Regions from separate parts of the Hordeum vulgare genome. Here region 2 is linked to region 1. A link is a contact called in public Hi-C data. All regions are on one chromosome and are shown on one strand. The core of a region is the stretch at or near the end of the contact, and the rest is flanking DNA. Distances in the headings are between cores, read along the strand shown. Region 1 overlaps LOC123427293 (probable sphingolipid transporter spinster homolog 2). Region 2 holds the start of LOC123430559 (transcription factor TCP7-like).

The links. Hi-C and Micro-C count contacts between places; a contact is called where the count stands out from the background.
Region 2: a contact with region 1 is called in a Hi-C map of seedling, with 2.8 times the contacts expected there. The contact joins the promoter of LOC123430559 here to the enhancer-like site in region 1. A contact is called at or near these places in 2 of 6 Hi-C or Micro-C datasets (leaf and seedling).

The regions. Positions count from the first base shown.
Region 1 is chr2H:565,354,958-565,361,374 of MorexV3_pseudomolecules_assembly, reverse strand. LOC123427293 (probable sphingolipid transporter spinster homolog 2) reads right to left here. Exons shown (of 17, transcript XM_045111297.1): 14 at 5,187-5,306; 15 at 4,784-4,912; 16 at 4,249-4,327; 17 at 3,596-3,953. The coding sequence ends at 3,829. Among protein-coding and RNA genes, the nearest start is that of LOC123427293, 11 kb to the right of the region's middle. Within about 2 kb of position 3,189, at least 3 of the 3 cell types and tissues checked have open chromatin away from gene starts, as enhancers often do. A contact at or near this core is called in leaf and seedling, where this site is marked.
Region 2 is chr2H:565,391,853-565,398,269 of MorexV3_pseudomolecules_assembly, reverse strand. LOC123430559 (transcription factor TCP7-like) reads right to left here and starts at 2,723. Exons shown (of 1, transcript XM_045114418.1): 1 at 1,347-2,723. The coding sequence starts at 2,464. The coding sequence ends at 1,856.

The DNA of each region.
Region 1 (6,417 bases), core at 1,940-4,439:
GGGAACTACTGATGGGGGGATGACCCCGGGGTAGGCTAATTTGAGCGCTTCCCCCATCCTCCTTGGAAAAACAACGCACGGCAGCCTCTCCTCTCGGGATGGCCGGTTGCCCCTCGCCGTCTGCGCAGTCGAGTCGGCTCGGGGCAGAACTGTTCTCCATCCGGCTCGAATACATCCTGCCAGCCGGATGGGTCAGCTCTAGTCACATCACCCTCACAAGCGCGTCACATGCACATCATCGAAGGCATGGCTACAATGGCTCAGGTACCGTTGACCTGACCGCGCGTGGCTACAGTGGAGGCGGTCGTACCATTGACCCTCGTCGACTGCGAACGATCGAGGCGGCATAGTGGCAGCACGCCCGCCATCCACTCTGTTACCTGCCCCGGCATGGCTACAGTGCAACCAGTCGTACCGCTGACTGTAGCCGACTGCCATAAGATGACGCTACACAGTGCGGTGCATGCCGGTGCGTAATAAGCACGCACCAATAACAACGACTGGTCGATGGGTCCCGGTCTCGACGAGACCCAACAGCCGGCGGGCCCCTACGCGCGACAAGACTCCTCAACCGGTGACCCCCCCTGGTCGGCTAGAGAGGCTACCAGCCGGGTCCTCCGGTATCCTTTATCCTTATTGTAAGCCAGGGGCTGGCCTATAAAACCCCCTGGTACTGCCCCATGCAAGGGGTCAGCCGGTCATACGCTCACGCATCCACATAGGAGAGGTAGAGAAGGCTACCAGCTTCTTCTTCCACCTCCGTCACATAGCTCAAGGAGCACCATTGTAATCCCATCTGGTTCATCAACCAAACCAGCAGGATTAGGGGTGTTACCACACACGGAGGGCCCGAATCTGGGTGCATCATTTGGCCATCACTTTTGTCCGTGCAGACCCAAACGGACATCTACGGAAGAAATGGTTCACCCCGTTGGAGTTGCTCTTACAGAAACTCCAACGCATTGATCCATTTTGTCTGCGTGTGTCCGTTTGGGTCAACACGGACAGAAAAGTCGGCCCAACGTGGTGATCCAAACGGACATGCGTCCGCTTTTCGTCCCCCCGCTGACCCATTTGCGGCCTAAATTTGGGTCATTTCCCTCCAATTTCCAACACCTACCGCCCGTGCGCACCATGAACGACGGTCTCCATGCCGCCGCCGGCCTCGCCTCCCTCGCCTCCGTCGCCTCGTCTGGCCTCGCCTCTGCCCCCTTCGCCAAAGGCAAGCCGTGCATCCCTCGCAAGACCGCAGCGTTGCCCAAGAAGAAGCTGACATCGGAGGAGCGGGTCATGCAGTCGGCCAAGAGGAAGGGCCGGAGGCATGCGGCGGACGCAAGGGAAGAAGTTGCGGCCGCCACCGGCATGAACTTCGGTGGGCGACATGGCCATTGCCCTTTTGGACATGAAATGGGTCGCCTACGTTGGGCGCACGGCCGGCCCAAAATGAAAACTGGTTGTACGCCGAGCTGGTGGCCAACCCAAATGGACAAAGAGCAGACAAAACCGTCGTCGTTTTGGGTCGGCCGGTTGGAGTTGCTCTTAGAGAAACTCCAACCGCACGACGGACGCACACGTCTTTTATCAGGCAGGCGGAAAACGTTTGGGTCGGCCGTCGGTCGTGTTCACCTCTGTTTTTAAATGAATCGGTCGTGCGGCCAACGCGTCGACCCATTTTTCGTCTGTGCTTAACATTTTTTAAGATAAAAAAGGTCCACGGTCACGGATCATGTCAGTGACCACACGAGCGTCAAGAGTTCATGTCGACGATATTGCCAGCGGCCGACATACATATGTCAGGCTACAAAAAGAATACACAGTTCTCAAACTGGATACACTTGCCAACGAGGTCGGCACACATGCCTGCACACAAAATGAGGATGTAGTTCCACCACGCCATCTTATTCGCGGTCATCATGCCCGCACACCATGGCATGGATCACTCGTCATCGAGGTTGAGCATGTCGGCCTTCATCTTTTCGAACCAAGACCGCTTCCTCGGAGAGATCGTGCTCAAGTCCACCTTCATGATTTCGACACCTCGATGGACATGCGCGGAGACAGCGGCAGCGACGAGCCCGTGCTGCCCTGGATCCAACCCCGGCATCAGCAGGGCCTGCCTCGTGGCGGCAGCGATGAGCCGGTAGTTCTTTGCGACTTCGGCCTCCCGATCTACGGTGGCGGCGATGCTACACGCGATCGCGACCTCCTTCCTGGCCTCTTGCTCATGCCGACGGTGCTTCCTCCTATCCGATTGGACGGCGCACTCCTGAAATGTCAAAACCTTCTTCTTGTTGGTCATAGCCGGCCCTTTGCGTTCGCCCTTGACAGAACCGACGAAGGCAAGAGAGGTGAGGTCGACGGCGATGTCGAGGGTCCCACGTCATCGTCCATAGCGCGCGCGAGTGGATGGGATGTTTTTGGGAAATTGGACGGAAACGATGACGTTGTGTCACCGACTGGCGTTGAAGGGGAAAGAAGGGTGGGTGACGCGGGCGTCCGTCCCGTGTGTGCGCTGATGCAAATCCGGCTTAAATTTGAGCGTGGAATGGATCGCGCGTGGACACAAAATGGACACACATCCGTTTGAATCGACGTGTTGGTTGTGTTTTCTGTCCGCGACAAACCAAACGGACACGCCAGGACAAAACGGGTCGTGCGATTGAAGTTGCTCTAACATTGATCTGCATATAGAAAAACTTTCGAGGTTTACAATCTTTTTGACATGCTGCATTCCATCGGCGTCGTTTCAGGGTAGTCCTCCGAAAAATCATTTGCCATGCCTGTGCCTGGCTGCGTCCGCATGCAAAAGAAGGAAAAGAAACTTGCATTGCATGCATGATGCATGCTATCAGTACCCCGGGGCGTTGACAGAGACCCAGCTACACAGCAGGTCATTCTCAGCTGATATTCAGCGAGACCAATAAACAGATTTGTACGAGTCGTTTTCAAACAAAAGGCCGGGGCAGAGGTCACGCGTGCAGCGGATGGTGCGATGCGGACGGGCGGCGATTTATCCACCAAGTGCCGAGAGTGGTGGCGACTGGCAAGTAATAGCAGGAGGACGCGCGGGCGCACGTATACGAACGTAGGTGACGAATGATTCTTGTTGTGGTACTAGCAGGATGGCAGGGTGCTGCTCGCGTTGCATGTGTGGTGGAGCCGCGGCCGGGCAGCTGGATCATCGGGCGGATTGACGGCTCGCCAGACGCGACATGCTGTTGCTGTTGCTGTTGCGCCCAGCCTGGACCACATTGGTTGTTCCGGGTCATGATCGCGCTGCAACCCTCTTCCCTCTTCCTGGTGCAGCGTACATCGCCATTCCAGTCGGCAGTTGGGCGCCCGTTCATTTTATTCCGCTGACCTACCAGATGTACGGGCAGCATGGCGGATGATTGGGACCATATACCCTGGGGGCGTTCAATCCCATGTGCATTTACTAAAGCAATTTATCATGCAGTACTACGCAATTTATCATGAAAGAAAAACCAAATAGATGATGGATCCATCCACATGATCTATTTTGGCGACCGGTAGAGAAGTAGAAACCGGGCAAGCAATTCTAGCTTCAGATCCGACTAATTCAGAAAAAAAATTGTTGACATGTGCAAACATTACCCACCTTTCTGATAAGTTACACGACTGATACATACTCTGTTACAGTTATCTGCAGTCTGTACACAAAAGCCAAGAAGACCAATAGAGCAAATGATGATTTATGTACAGGTACAGCCAACGGACATGCAAATTTACATTTCACAATGCTTGCTGGCACGGCCGAAATAATCCGGCTAAGAAAGAAAAAGACATCTTGGTCGATGACCTCACTCATCATTCAGAAGTGCGCGCTTCATCGTTTCCATCATCAAGCAATGGCCTGAGGTTTGATCTCTCAGTGGCAGGAACACCATGCTCGCTCTGCTCATTGAAACGATCAACACTATTCAAAAATATGCCTGCAGAGAGTAAATATGTCCCAGCTTCAGCCAAGTATCACAAATACACACTAAAATGCATTACTGCAGGGCAAGTTTAAATTTATTTTAGGATAAGCATATTCAATCTGCACATTAAGGCATGGTAGTGATTTGGTTTGGTTTCAAATCATGCTTGCATATGACTGCTACACATGAAGGAATGTCTGAGAGGCTGAAACAGTACGGTCCCTTTAATCAGTAAGTGAAAACATGAGATACTGCCCAGACATTATACTATATGAAGTTATATAATTTCTATACTAAGAGAGCATACCCCAAAACCAAAATCCAAATGCACCAATGAAGACGGATGTCAACAAAAGCGCCGTTATTCTCCAGTTATGGAGTTTGTCCTGCATCAAAGTTCCAACAATAAAAGCACAATGTAAGACTCTACGATGCAACAATACTGAAAAGCATCACCATCCAAGTGGTGTTGCATGCAACTAAAATGCTATATTAGCTTATAATGCATCATCTGCTAGGGCACTAATAGAGTGATAAGAGGACACATAAATATTGGGATCTAAAATAATATACTCCCTCCCTCTGTATCAAAATATAAGACCTTTTTTTTCTAAATCTAGACCAAAAACGTCTTATATTTTAATATAAAGGAGTATTTACATATAAATCAAATTCATTATGACAATCATTGAGACATCAACGTAGCAGAATATTTGCATATGGGGGTAATCTCGTTTACATGAAAATAATGGACCTGATTACATACAGAGAACATGGGCTAAGTTGCTGAGCAAGTAATTCTTTGCCTATGATTCATTGAGAACAAGCACAAAAACAAGTACCTGAATTAACCCAACAAGGGGTGAGGAAGGCACATCACCCAATATATGGATTGAAACAGTAGACATAGCCATTGATAATGGCCGCAAACTTGGTTTCACAGAATGAAGGCATATGTAGTTTACTGGAGCCTGTACGTTCAAAGGATAAGTATATCTGAAGAATTAAAAATAGAAGCAAGCTGTTTAAAATCATTGTGCTTTTACATCTAATATCTGTACAGCAACTAGATTAACTTCCGATGTAAAGATTTTCAAAAGTGGGAACCAAGATAACAAACATAATAAAATAGGACTACATTTTTTTGTGTTCCTAAATTAGCAACAATAGTTTCAGAGCTCAGCTACGTACCAGGAGTACGAATGTACCGTGTTGTGAAAATAGTTCAGCGAAGGAAGTATTTACCTGAGTTGCAAAAACCAAGAGCTCCCCCACTGAAAAAAAGGGTATGAACCCATAAAGGCTCTTGAAACAAAAGGCACCGAAACAAAATATCGCCCCTAGGAAAGTTGCGCCAGAAAGAAGCTACAAAAAAGAAATCACGTCAATTGAAGTAAGAATTACATTATTAATACATAGTAAGAAGCATATACAGTTTCCTTTAGCTTCATTGCTCCAGCCTCCAGACTTAGTATATGACTGCCATGTACTACTCAGTAGACATAAGTATATGACTGCCATGTACTCTACTACTCAGTAGACATAAGAGCATCTCCAACGGCCGGGCCAAAAGACGCGCGCGCGGGGGAGGTTTTGGGGCGCTCCAGCGGCGGCGGGAAAGTCGCGCGCGCGGGAACCGCTTGCGCGCGCGCGAAAAGGCGGCAGCTCGCGCGCCAATTTTGCCGCGCCGCGTCCGGCGCGCCTATAAAATGCGGCGCTCGCCACACGCGCCTCCACCGCTCCTCTTCTCTTCCTCTACCTCCCGCTCCAGCGCCCCGCCACCGACGCGCCACCGAGGAGCATCGGGCTACCGCGGCGTCCGCCTGCGCCCCAACGGCGGGTACTACTCGGAGATACGCTCCGGCGATCTCCGTCTCAGCCTCGGCACCTACGAGACGACGCATGAGGCTGCCCGCGCGTTCGACGCGGCGGCGTGGCGCCTAGGCAGGCCGCGCCGGCAGATGAACTTCCAGGACGTCCACACGCTCCAGGCGCTAGACGTCGCCCCGCCGCCTCGTCTTAACTCCGCACAAGACCGTGCGGAGCACACTGCGCGGCAGCGCCGCCTCCTCGTCGCCCAGGAGGACGAGCGGGTCATGGCGGAGTGGCGCCGGCGCCACCCGGAGGACGTCACCTACGAGCAAGACTACTGGGCGCAGCGCCGCGAGGTGGACACGCGAAGGCGCCGCGAGGAGCAGTTGGACAGCGTCGGAGGAAGGCATTGGCGAGTGCGCATGCCGATCTCGTTGCAGCAGGCAGGAGGTCGTTCTTCACTGAAAACGATGATCGTTGGTTGGACATATGGCTGTCAACCTCTGACGACACCAACGACGATGATGATGGTGATGATTGGAGCGCGACTGGGAGTAGTTTATATGTTTTCGAACTATCTATCTACTTGCACCGTACTTTTATCTATGTTTTTGAACTATCTATCTAGTTGCACCGATGTAAAATAACTTTGTATCGTTTTTTA
Region 2 (6,417 bases), core at 1,474-3,973, 37 kb before region 1:
ACACACACAAAATCACGTGTCTAGGCCCGTTTTTTATCCAGACCACGCAAAAAACATTTATTACGTATTCCTTATTTGTTGTACTTCCTGTATTTGAAGCAGATCCGAATTGTTAAAAATTATTTAAAAGAAAATTTCTTGTACTCACAGCACCTGAAGAAGATCCGATTTTTTTCAAAAAAAATGTTGTAGTTCCCGTATTTGAAGCAGATCCGGATTGTTAAAATTTATTAAAAGAAAAATTCTTGTACTCACAGCAACTGAAGAAGATCCGATTTTTTTTTTTAAAAAAAAAGAGATTTGCGGTGAGCGTGGATCGAACACGCGACCTTCAGATCTTCAGTCTGACGCTCTCCCAACTGAGCTATCCCCTCTTGGTGTCATCTGAACCAGAAAACCTTTATTATACTATATACTATATCTCCTGCTCCGAGAGAACATATTTGCGCCATGAACCTCTGCCCTTAAGTAGAGGCGTACGTTAATATCGATGCAAGCTGAGCGCGCTCTTCACTAATGTCACCTCCCATCGGCAAGTCCCGCACACAACACTGCACGAAAGTTTGCTTAAAGAAGAACGAAAAACAGTGCACGAAAGCAACAGATGTTGCCGATCTTTCTTTGCCCAAACCCAGCGAGAAGTTCCCGGCATGGCTGGCAATGGCATGCGGTTGTCCAACGACCAAGGAGTGTACCAACACCAAGTCACCAGCCCTTCCAAAATAAGAACAGCCGTAATAAGTCACCGGCATATCCATCCATTCCCAGAGACCTCAGTTCAGAGGCATGCAGCATTGCCTTGCAGCTGGCCGCCACCAACCAGCCCGGACGCCAAGGACAGGCAGGTTGGTGCGAGCAGCCTCACAGTCACAGAGGATGCCTCTTCAGCCGCAGGAAAAACATGTTTTTTCACAATGCTGCATACGCTACTACTGTGCTCCGTCCGTAACGTGGAGCACTTAAAATCTGCGAGCATCGCATCGCATCGCCAACGTAAGCCGTTGGGGGGCGCAGGGGCGCAGAGATCTGCATTCCGTCAGGCGAGGTAGGGCAGCTCTCTTCCCTGCCCGGCCAAATGGCTTACAGCTTGGCACCAATAATGGCCGGGGAAAACAGCCCGAGCCTTTCACCAGGGCAAAGTGGCAGAGGCCGTTAGCAGCAGCAGCAGCAGCTTTTGCCCCCAGCAGCAGTATTGCAGAGATAAAAGCGACGACCCACGATTAAAGTAAATCTGCTAAACATGAACTAAATCATTGTTTCGCAGCCCTGCCATGTCATTTCATCATCGTTTCGACTGTAGCCGCAGACGCCAATCACACACACACCGGAGAGAGAGAGAGAGAGCCTTGCATCAGCAAAACGATACTGCGTACTGATAGAGGGGCTGCCATTGAAGCAAAACAAGAATCGAGCGGTACAAGAGTGGCACTGTGTTAGATCGATCGTCACTCACAGCAACCAGCAGGCAATGGCAGGGCCGTGGCAGTGGCGTAATACACTGTAGTAACAACTAGCAGCAACAAGCACAATCACAAGTCTGACGAGATGGAGTAGTAGAAGTAAGATCTGGTAGCAGACCTGTGTCAACAGTTGCTTTGCTGCCTTGGAATCTCTGATGCTGCTCAGATCCTCGATTAATTCTTTCTTCCCCAGGCCAAAAATCCACGCAAAAGAAAACACACAGTGCACGCAAAGGAGAAAGGAAGCAAAAGGAAAATGCGAAAGTACGTAGGGCAAGCCACACCACACAGCAGCAAGCCAGCAGGAACTCCTGGCTTGGCTTGGTTCCAAGAATTAGGCAGCAGGGCACGGGCAGGTCAGCGCATGCGATCACGTAGGGAGTCGGCAGCGGCGGTCACCGGGACTCCTCCTCCGCTGGTCGCCTGGAGGCGCCGGAGAGCGCGGAGAGCAGGTTCAGGTGGTGGTGGTGTCCCTGCGCCACCGACGACGCGTACGCCTGCGCCTCCAGCGACGGGGAGAGGCCCCAGGGCACGGGCCGGGCCTGCAGCGCCTCCCAGAAGGACGGCGCCGCCTCGTGGTCCTCCCGCGGGCGCTTCCCCAGGAGGGATACGCCGGCGGTGGACGGCGCGGAGGAGCAGGAGAAGACGGCGGGGGTGGTGCCGGAGCCGGTGGCGGCCATGATGGACGGCTCGGCCTGCCGGAGCAGCCACTCCACGGTCTGCCCGTCCGACTTGAGCCCCAGCTCGCGGGTGAGCTGGAACACGCGCGCCGCGCACACGATCGGCATGCGCACGCGCCGCCCGCGCCCGTTCACCTTGCTGTGCCGGTCCTTGGCGCCCTTGGCCGCGCCGGCCTTTCTCGGCGCCGGCACCGCCACCACGGCGTCGTCCGCGGCCTCGGCCGACGAGAAGACGGGCATTGCCATCGTCTGGGACATGGGCGTCGCCGTCGGCATTGCCATGGGCCGGTAGAGCTGGAAGGTGGCGGCGTCGCGGGATGCCATGGCTGATTGCTGGTGGCTTAGCTTTCGTTCGGGTGGCGCACAGGTGTGTGGGGAGGTGATGGGGATGGATGGATGGATAGGGCCTTGTCCGCTTGGTCCCTGGCCCTGTGGGGTGCAAATTTATAAAGGGGCTGGAGTTTCATGTGCATTTTCTTTCTAGTATATTCATTTCATGCCTTCTGAATTCTGATACGTCAGAAGTGTGTACTACTACTACAAAGCCATACGCATTTCAGAGTGTAGAATGTCAGGAAAATGCTCATACTTAGGGCATCTCTACACGCGTCCCCAATAGCCCATCAAGATCTATTTTAGTCGCCTGTGTTAAAAAACTCGTCCAGTGGCGTTTCAGGACCTTGTTTTTCGTCGTTTTGAATCAAAATTGACGTCGGCGGATCTAGGCCGAACCCAACGCGCCGCGGTGTCGGAAAAAAATTTACGTGAAAACAAGCTGCGCCAAATCCTTACCGCGTGGACCCGTTGAGTCAGCAAGACTAGGCGTTGCTGAGAACGTTCGTCCTTTTCGTCGCCTTGGCTCCCGGGCCGGTTCAATTCGCCGGATACCAAGATGTGGCGGCGCAGTGATGGCACACTGTCGCACATCCCGCCCTTTCCCACCACGGGTGCACACCGCTCCCGCCCCTTCCCCGTTTTAAAAAGCCATGCATCATCGCCGCTCGTCGCACACTCGCCACTCCACCCCGTTCTCCCATCTTTCTCGCCTCCACCGTCGAAAACTTCCCGAGTCCATGGCGGAGCGTTTCCCCGGCGACGGAGCGGCTGCCAACAGCTTCGGCCGTCAGTCGTTGCACGAGTGAGAGGTGCACGCCCTCCGCGAGGCCAACTATCCGGCGTAGTCAAACATGCGCATGCCGGGCGCCTTGACATTGAGCGCCGGAGGAGTCCCCGTCCCCCTCCATCATCCGTCGCGGAACACCGCGGCGAGATCGCACGCATCCGGGCGTCTTTGCCGGAGCACGTGCGGCAGGAAGAAAAGTACGCCACAGACAATCTGCCTGTGTGGATGGCATACTTCCAGCGTCGCCACGCCGACCAGCTCGCCTCCACCAACGGGTTTCGGGCGCCAAGGGGGCGCCCCAACTCCGACGCCCGTCATCAGTGGTGGGGCGTCCCCCGGGCGCACGCTGCACGCCGTCCTCGAGCACATTGAGGGTGACAACGAGCCGTCGCTAGAGTAACCGACGTCGTCACTCTCGCGCCGGAGCGGCAGCTTGTGGCTACCGAGGAGAATGGTGGGGTCCTCGTTCTCGTCCTCCTCCCGCTCCTCCAGCACGATGCCGCCGCTCGCCACCGAGAAGAACGACGTGTGACGCAACGGTCGCGAAGAGGGCGGCGTCATCGTCCTTGACGATAGCGACGAGGAGGCGCCGACTTAGATCGCCTCCGTCCGCAGCGGTAATTCAGGCAAGGCTGTCGGAAGGACGGCGCGCAAGACGGCGACTACGGCGATGACGACGGTAACGACGGCTACATCGCCTTCTATCAGCTCCTCGACATGAACGACTATCAGCGGTAGGTCGAGGACGACGGCTGCGTAGTTTTTTATGTTTTTATGTATTTTTTTAAGTTTGTATAAATTTTAATGGAATCGTCTAAATTTCTGCCAAAATCACCTAAATTTATTCGAATGAATTGTAACGAAAACTACGAGTCGAACTTGAAGACACTACTACTATACGATACATACTGTGCCTTTTTTTCCGGGTTTGAACGTGAGGTTTCAGCTTTTGGGGAGCTCCGTATGCAATTATTGGCAAGTACTTAGACAGGCGCAGGCATCTGAAGTCTGACCCTAAAAACCTGAATGTAGCACTTGGCTCAAGAAGTCTGCAGTGCAGTGCAGTGGACAGGAGCACTACAGCGTTGCAGGGACAGGCATGGTGCACTGCAGCAGGAGCGCTGTGCAACACTGTGGGCATTGGGGGGCAGGCCACATGGGGTCTTCGTCCGGTAGCTCTCGCCTCTATGGACAGCTCTATTATCTTCTCACCTCACCGTGCTCAAACCTGTTATAACTTGTTAGAGCGACTTTAAACAAGGTGATTCATTTCGTTTTTCGTTATTCGTTTGGGTCTGTACGAACAAAAATGATGGCTTAACACGCCGATCATTGTTAAAACGCGTCCGCGTCGATCCATTCCTGACCCAAATTTCGGACTGAAATGCATCAGTGCGGACGAGAAGCGGACGCGCGCGCCCTTTCGGTGTCCGCCTTAACCACGAGGAGTCAACTTAATTATGATGGCCACCCACCACGGGGCCATACGTCAGCGACCGCGGCCGTCCTTTTATAATCCGAGCATGCGGTGGGGTTCGGCCTCATCTGATTCTAGAAACCTGTGTCCACATCTCGCCACCTCGTCGGCGACCAAACCCTAGCCAACAGCCATGGCCGGCTCCTTCCAAAACAAGGGCAAGGCTCTCGTCTACCCCCGCGCGATCTCCCCGTCGTCGTCTTCCCGCCGGCCTCGCTAGCATGTCAGCGTCCCGGTGCACAAAGCGTGGTGGCACTCGGAGCACCATCTCCCGCTGCCGTACCCCGATGTCACCCTCCCGCAACACTAGCATCTGGATCCGGAGAGGCTCCCGGTGTCGGTCGTGCCCCTGTCGGCGCGGATGCACGCGAAGGAGGTGAGTCATCGCCCGGCGTCAGCTGATGCCGGAACAGCTGCTTAACCCTCTGTACGTGGCCGACTCTCCCCACTCGGAGGTCTGGTACGCGGTCTAGCACGAGGAGCAGCACCGACGCGGTGTGCGCGATGTGCAGCCACGAGGCCCTCCGTTGCCCCCGCCCGTCGTTAACGGCGAGGACTACGAGGCGGAGTCCACCTACTAGGCGACGCCGGCAGCCGCTCTCCACGAGAGCGAGGAGGAAGAGCGGCGCAAGGCCGACAAGGAGGAGATGGCGTACGAGGCACAGCTCGTGGAGGCCATCGCGTTTTCCGCCGTCGGTGACTGCGTCATGCCACCTCCGTCGAAGACCGAGCCCACAGAGCCGCAGCGAGAGGTCTACCAGTGGACCAGCTGCCTCCGGGAGTGGGTCACCATGCCGCCCATCTGGTTGGGCGTGACACCGCAGCAGGAGGAAGCCTACCTCCAGCACTGGAGGTCGCAACACCTGGCGACAGAGCGCGTCGACGGCCATCGGTAGATGGCGTTGGAGAAGGAGGCGGAGGAGGAACAACGGGAGACGGAGGACGAGGAGTGCGCCCGTGCTGCGCTGCCACCGCCACCAGCACAGCCCGCGCTGGCGGCACAAACGGCGAAGGCGCACGCAGTTGTGCTCTCAAACACGGCGTTCCCTTGGGCTGGCCATGCGCCTAAGCCGGTTGACCTCACCAGCCCCGATGTCCACGACAATGTCTAGGGTTGCCTCGCAGTTTAGGCTTTTTTATGTTTAATTAATGTAATGGGGATGTGTGGACTCTCGTCGGTCTTCGTGGCCGGCTTTTAATGTTTAATTGATGTTTGTTTATTATTTTTGGAATTTTTTTAAAAAAAATCACGCGCCGGGAAAAATGGGTCGAGCCAGCGTTGGGCGTGCGCCGACCCAAACGTCGAAGCAGACGTTGGATTGGCCCGGCAAACACGAACGTCCGCTTCCGCGTTCGAATCGCCGCATGCGTCCAACGGTGGCCCGACCCATTTTGACGACGCATGAAAAAAAATATGCAAGCATTTCCGAAAATAAAAAGAAACATTAATTAAACATCAAAGTCGGCCACAAAGGTCGGCGAGAGTCCACGCATTTCCATTACATTAATTAAACATTAAAAATACCTAAACTACAAGACATCGTGCTGCCCTAGGCGTCCTCGTTGTCGACATCGGGGCCGTTGAGGTTGATCAGCGTCGGCCCAGGGCTAGCCGAGGGGAACGCCGTGTTCCACAAGATGTTGATGTTGGGGGCAGGCTGAGAGGTCGTTGCATGT